Linked DNA regions of Ovis aries: region 1 is linked to region 2. The links are chromatin contacts, called in public Hi-C maps. All regions are on one chromosome and are shown on one strand. The core of a region is the stretch at or near the end of the contact, and the rest is flanking DNA. Distances in the headings are between cores, read along the strand shown. Region 1 has its middle 22 kb from the start of MVK. Region 2 has its middle 47 kb from the start of TRPV4.

Region 1 (3,113 bases), core at 304-2,803, 150 kb after region 2:
GGAAAGCATCCGCGGGGGGACACCTCCTCAGCCAATGCACGATGCAAATGCGTTGAAATGGATGTTTTCCCTATCAGATTTAAAACATTGGGCGAGAACAGACCCAGTTAATCTCCCGTGCCAGGGGGGTTTGGCAGAGCAGCCTGCCAAAGAGGCCCAGTTCCCGTCTCTTCCCCTGTGTATGTGATTAGGCAGCTGCCCCCTCGGTGAGCCCACGAGGGTGGGCGAATGCATGCGTTTGGGCCTCCCCATCCCTTCCCGCTGCTTGGAGGGAGGTGGGGGTGGCCCAGGAGGCAGTGTTGGCAGGACCACGGGTGGGGGTGGGGTGGGGTCCAAGGTGTGTGTGCAGCACGGAGGGCCAAGGGGGCTGGCGGGGTGGGCTGAACCGGCGTTTCTGGGGCAGGTGTGACAACTCATGACAGCGGAGCAGGGACTGGAGGGGGACTTGGGGAGGGTCACCTCCCGAGAAACAGTCCACCACAGCAGCTAAGAGCAGGGCTCGGGGCTCACGCAGACCTGGGTTCAACTTCCACTCTGCCACTTGCTTGCCTCGGGACCTCAGGCAACTCATTTCCCTCTCCTGGGCCTCAGTTTACTCATCAATGGATGAGAACCTCCCTGTCTCCTCTCCCTGAGGGGATTCACAGGGAGAAGTCACCTCAAGTGGTAGGCACGGAGCAGATGCTAGGGATGGCTGCTTCTGGCCACTTGGGAGCTGACAGAGCCACAGGGAGGGGTGTAACTCGCAATGACCAGTGCAGAAGATGGGACATTCTGCAGGATGGCCAGCCATGTAAGGCACATAATGAAGAGAAAAGGGGTGTGTGTGTCTGTGTGTCTGTGTCTGTGTGTGTCTGTGTGTGTGTCTGTGTGTCTGTGTGTGTGCAGGACAGCGGTGCTAGCTTAAGAGAGAATTCAGGGCTGTAACAGTCAGATGCATGGTCCTGGACAGGATTCTGGACATTTGGGAGACAATTAGGAGGAAATGTGCCTATGCTCTGGGCATTGGCGATGAAAGCGTATCATAAGCATGTTGCTGTGCCCCTCTGGGGCTCACCTTCCTCACCTAAGCTGATGATTGAGCCTGGCACAAAGTAGGTGCTAAGAGACAGCCCAGGAGTTGTCCAAAATGAGCTGGAAAGGCAGGCAGCGCTGCAGAAGGGGGTGTGTGCTAGCTTTCTTTTTTTTAAAAAAGAAAAAGCTTTGGCCAGAGAACAAGGATGAAAAGAGGGACCTTGAGAGGGAAAGGGGCGGGGCCAAGGCCACTCAGCCGGGCAGGGCGGCGGCCAGCGCCGCCTAACTCGCCGGGCTGGCAGTGGTCCGCAGGAGCCCGTCTCGGAGAGAAGATGATCCTCACTGACAGGAAGAACAGAGGGCGATGGCAGCAGCTCCTCTGTCAGCAGGGATCACAGTGTCTGCTGCCCGTCTCCCAAGGCGAGACCTCTGCCAGAGTGGGGAAATTTCCTGAGAACTTCAGGCTGTGAGGGTGGGTGTTAAACCGGCTGCAGAGGCTGGGAGCTGCTCCAGATGCTGACTTGAGAAACTGCTGTCCTCGGGCTGGCGGACAGGGTGCGGGGCTGTGCCACCGCGTCTTTGAGGAGGAAGCCAGGAGGCTGGAAAGCCAGTTGTCATTCTCTTGTGTTTCCCAAACAGCAATCCTGGCGGTATCCACCTAGGGGGTTTGAATCAACAGGACTGGGCGCTTCTAATTAGCTCTGTGCACCATTCAGAAATTCTGGACCCTGAGAGACACCCTTGTTTCTCAGTTCAGGACAGTTATAATAAGGTGCATTGGCAGTCCAGTGGTTAAGACTCCTAGCTTCTACTGTGGAAGGTGCAGGTTTGATCCCTGGTTGGAGAAGTTCTGTGTGCCACGTGCTGCAGCCAGCAATTATACTAATCATAATAGTGAGTGTTTTCTGAGTGCTTACAATGTGCTAGGCACTGTGCCAAGGGTGTACGTGCGTTTTCTCATTCAATCTTCATGGAACTCTATAAGGTGGGCGTTACTATTATTTCCATCTTCCCGATGGGGAGCCCGCAGCCTTGAGAGTAGAGGTCAAGGGGCAAGTGGCTGGCAGAGCGAAATGGGGGCCCAGGTAGAGGTGAGCTCTTAGCAGGGATGACTTTAAGCAACATCTAGTTCAGTGACGTCAGCCCTGGCTGCACATTAAAATCACCTGGGAACTTGTGAAGACCACTCAGGATTGAGCCCTTCGAGATGTGTTAAATCAGAAGAGCTGGGGGTCGGGGGAGGCATTTGGGGGTGGTTTCTAGGCGCGGCTCGGAGTGAGAATGCCACACCAGGCAAAACGAGAAGGGCAAGGCTACAAATGCAAATCACCTGCAAATGTGACATCAAAGACAGGTGGCCAGGAGTGGGAGCCCCCAGGCCCATATGGTGGCCAGTGATGGTGGTGGCTCGGGCGAGGCTGCAGGCCAAGGCGTGCCAGGTGGAGGCTTTGGTGGGGCAAGGGTAACGGGTTGGCTCATGCTCCAGGAGAGACACCCGGTCCCCAGGGAGGAAGAGGGAGGGTCTCAAGGAGCAGATAGGTTCTGAGGCCTCGGCCTCTGGACACTCTCCTCGCAGGCCCACCTCGCGCAGTGCGGGAATGTTGTCAACCAGCATCAGCCCTGAGAAGGCATCATGTAGCCCTGACTGCTCATTCAAACCGTGTGGGGAGCTTGCAAAAAACACCCAGGCCCAGGTCCACTCTGACTAAGTACATCAGCGTCCACAGGAAATCAGGAGCCCGAGCGTGGAAAACAGCAAGAATCACAACAAACCTGTGTTTAGGCAGAAGCACAGAGGGGCAGGGGGTTGGTGTTGGAGTCAGACCGTCTGGCGTGGAATCCTGCTTCGGATGCTGCTTAGCTGTGTGGCCTTGGACGAGTTACTCGACCTGAGCTTCAGTTTCCCGATCTGTAAAATGGGACTAGCAATTATTCTCCAAGATTGGGGGTAGGTAAAAAGAGATGACTGAGGAACAGTACTTAGGACAGTGCCCCACACGTAGTAAGACCCGGTATTGATATCATTTTATTTGCTTTGAAGGCCGGAGACAGGTCAGTGATGCCGGGGTCATTTTCACACGTTAAGCTGAGGCAGACAT
Region 2 (3,011 bases), core at 173-2,672:
CAACGACTCCAGGGCAGGTCTGGATCCCAGTTCTGATTCTGCCGCAAACCCATGAGGAGTCTTTGTGTTGCAGATGGGGAAACAGGCCCAGTGGGGAGAGGAGACTTAGTTCTCCCACTTGTAACACAAATTAAGACTCAATATTTCCTGAAGTCCCTTTTGTTCCTTGGGATGCTAATAGAAACAAATAAAAACTTGGCTGATAGAAAAAGTTAGGGAAATGCTGGGCTAAATCTGGAAGGCTATCTTCCCTGCGGGCTTCCCATGTGGCGCTAGTTGTAAAGAGCCTGCCTGCTAATGCAGGAGACCGAAGAGATGTGGGCTTGATCCTTGGGTTGGAAAGTTCTGGAGGAGGGATAGGCTACCCATTCCAATATTCTTGGGCTTCTCTGGTGGCTCAGATGGTAAAGAATCTGCCTGCAGTGGAGGAGACCTGCGTTTGATCCCTGGCTTGGGAAGATCCCCTGGAGGAGGGCATGGCGACCCACTCCAGTATTCTTGTCTGGAGAATCCCCATGGTCAGAGGAGCCTGGCAGGCTACAGTCCATGGGGTCGCAAAGAGTCGGACACGACTGAAGTCACTGAGCACGCACGCATGCACATCTCCCCTGCAGGACTTTTCAGAACCTTTAATATCTAATGTGATTTAGCATATTAAATCCATGTGCAAATAATATGCTAATATACATCTCCAAGGTGCTGGAGGGAGGGTGAACCAGGCCTTGGTTTCTCAAACTCTTTTAACCTAGAAACCCACTTTGCAATGTGAAAATCAGCCTCTGGTGATGACAGGAATAATGCACCTTCAGAAGAGGCTCCATGCCGCCTAGAAGACTTGACTGCTGCTGCTGAGTTGCTCAGTCGTGTCCGAGTCTCTGCCACCCCATGGACTTCAGCCCGCCAGGCTCCTCTGTCCATGGGATTCTCCAGGCAAGAATACTGGAGTGGGTTGCCATGCCCTCTTCCAGGGGATCTTCCCAACCCAGAGATCAAACCCAGGTCTCCTGCATTGCAAGCAGATTCTTTACCACTGAGCCACCAGGGAAGCCCCTCGGACTTGACTACCCTTTTCCTATGTTCAGCCACATGTGGTACGTGCTTTGTAATAGCAGACTCACTTTACACGTGAGAACAGGTGGCTCAAAGAGAGGTAGTCACTTGCCAAAGGCCACATGCCAGTGGGAGGCAGCCTCAGGACTGGAACCCCTGGGCCCCACTGCTCTGGGGCGGGGGGGAGGGGGGTGGCAGGTCCCACTTCCAGCACTAATTTGCCGTCATCCTGGTCACACATCACGTAATGCTGTCCCAGCCCTACAAATGCCACCACCACTCCTGACCGAGGCCCAGGGCCACACATGGAGTCTATGGGAGCGGGCCAGTTTTCCTGCCTCCTGCCTCCTCCTCTCCCCTTGTCACTCTCTGGTGAGCAAGTGGTGATTTAAACAAAAAAGCCTTTTGTTCCCCCTGGCTTGCCCAGCCACTGTGGCTGGGCCCCACCTTCCAACGGCCAGCGAAGGGGGGCCCCCGTAGTGACTGCGTGGGCCCTTTAAAGACTCCCGGGATGCGCATGTGCGCTACAGCGCAGGTAAGGGAAACCCAGGCAGGGGAAACCCAGGCGCAGGGCAGGCAGGGCACGCGGAGTCCCAGGTGTAGCTCAGCGCTGCGGAGCGAGGTCGAAGTCGCTGCTCTGAGGCCAGGCGGGGATGGAAATGGGAGCGGGATCTAAAGGCTGGGATGAGACAAGAAGACATAGAGCCACCCCACGAAGGTGAGTGTCCCTGCCATGGACGCCCCCGCACTTAAAGGTTTGCCGAAGTCCTCCCGCGCATCTGAGGCCTCTGGAACATGGAGTAATCTAACTGTTGTTATGATGGGAAGTGGTAGTAATATACGTGGTTCCAGCGCATGGCTACCAGACTAGACAGCTCAGCTCTAACTAGGGATGAACCCCAGATACTCAGAGAGGGAGAAGCTTCTAATGTCTTTATAAAGGGAAGGCAGGCAGCTCTGGAGGGGGAGCAGGCGGCTCCTCTCTGCCTCCATCACCACAGGAGGTCCCAGCAGCGCAGGGTGTGGGAACCAATGCTGAATCTGCGTTCTGGAGCCAGACAGGCCGTGTGCAGGGATCGGTGGTGGTTTTAGTCTCTGCATAGCAGTTAAGAGCTTCGATTCTGAATCAGAAAGCCGGTGTTCTGCCCCCGCCCACCCCTTCTCTGAGCCCCATCCTGAACTGTGTGAACTTAGGCAAAGTGATCGCCCTTCTCTGGTCTTGCTGGCCTCAGGTATACCACGTACACCTGAACTGTGGCGAGACCTACCTACTACTTAGCACTGAGCCTTGGGGCCTGTGTGCCTGCACTAACCGGGCTGCAATTGTAGTGATGATAATATCGTAAACACCTGCACTGCTCCTCTATCTGGTTTTAAAGAGGCTGGAGAGCCCTTTGAGCTCAGCTCCCTCAGCTCCCAGGGAGAAGAAACCCGGACAAGGTACCCAGGGAGCTGGTGCTAGGATGGAGCTGGGTCCTGAGGTCAGGCCCCGACTGGCTGTGCTCCGTGGCCCCACCTGCTTGCCTCTTCACTTGCCCTGCAGAGGGGTCAGGAGGTTTTCCACTGATAGGGGACAGGTCCTCACCCTGCATGTGAGGGACCTGGCCTGGAGGGTGGCTGCAGTCTCTGTCCCCTTGCCTGGCGGACCTGCTGGTGGGCCCAGGACCTGGGGACCCGGGCTACCTAGCATTGGTGTGGAGGTGGCCGCAGCGGTAGCTCTGGGGACAGCCAGACCATGGGTTGCCGCCCTCAGCGCTGAGCCTGCTCTGCCCCGCCCCTCTCCCAAGTGCCCACACTGTGGTCTCCTTGAATCCCATCCCTGGTTCTGGCGTTGCCCTCTTTGGGGATGGACTGGTTCTGGGTCACTTAAAGTACCTATGGTAGGATTTGTACCCAGGGCCTGCTCCCTCCAGAGGCTGGATAGCCCTGGGTGCTGCAATGCCCCTGGTGAGCTTCAGAGA

Evidence for each region. Hi-C and Micro-C count contacts between places; a contact is called where the count stands out from the background.
Region 1: a Hi-C map of liver shows a contact between it and region 2, with 8 times the contacts expected there. The contact joins two enhancer-like sites. A contact is called at or near these places in 4 of 16 Hi-C or Micro-C datasets (liver, mixed tissues, muscle and 1 more).

The regions. Positions count from the first base shown.
Region 1 is chr17:63,748,033-63,751,145 of ARS-UI_Ramb_v3.0, forward strand. No RefSeq gene overlaps it. Among named protein-coding and RNA genes, the nearest start is that of MVK, 22 kb to the right of the region's middle. Within about 2 kb of position 1,554, at least 6 of the 54 cell types and tissues checked have an H3K27ac peak or open chromatin away from gene starts, as enhancers often do.
Region 2 is chr17:63,597,124-63,600,134 of ARS-UI_Ramb_v3.0, forward strand. No RefSeq gene overlaps it. Among named protein-coding and RNA genes, the nearest start is that of TRPV4, 47 kb to the left of the region's middle. Within about 2 kb of position 1,423, at least 5 of the 54 cell types and tissues checked have an H3K27ac peak or open chromatin away from gene starts, as enhancers often do.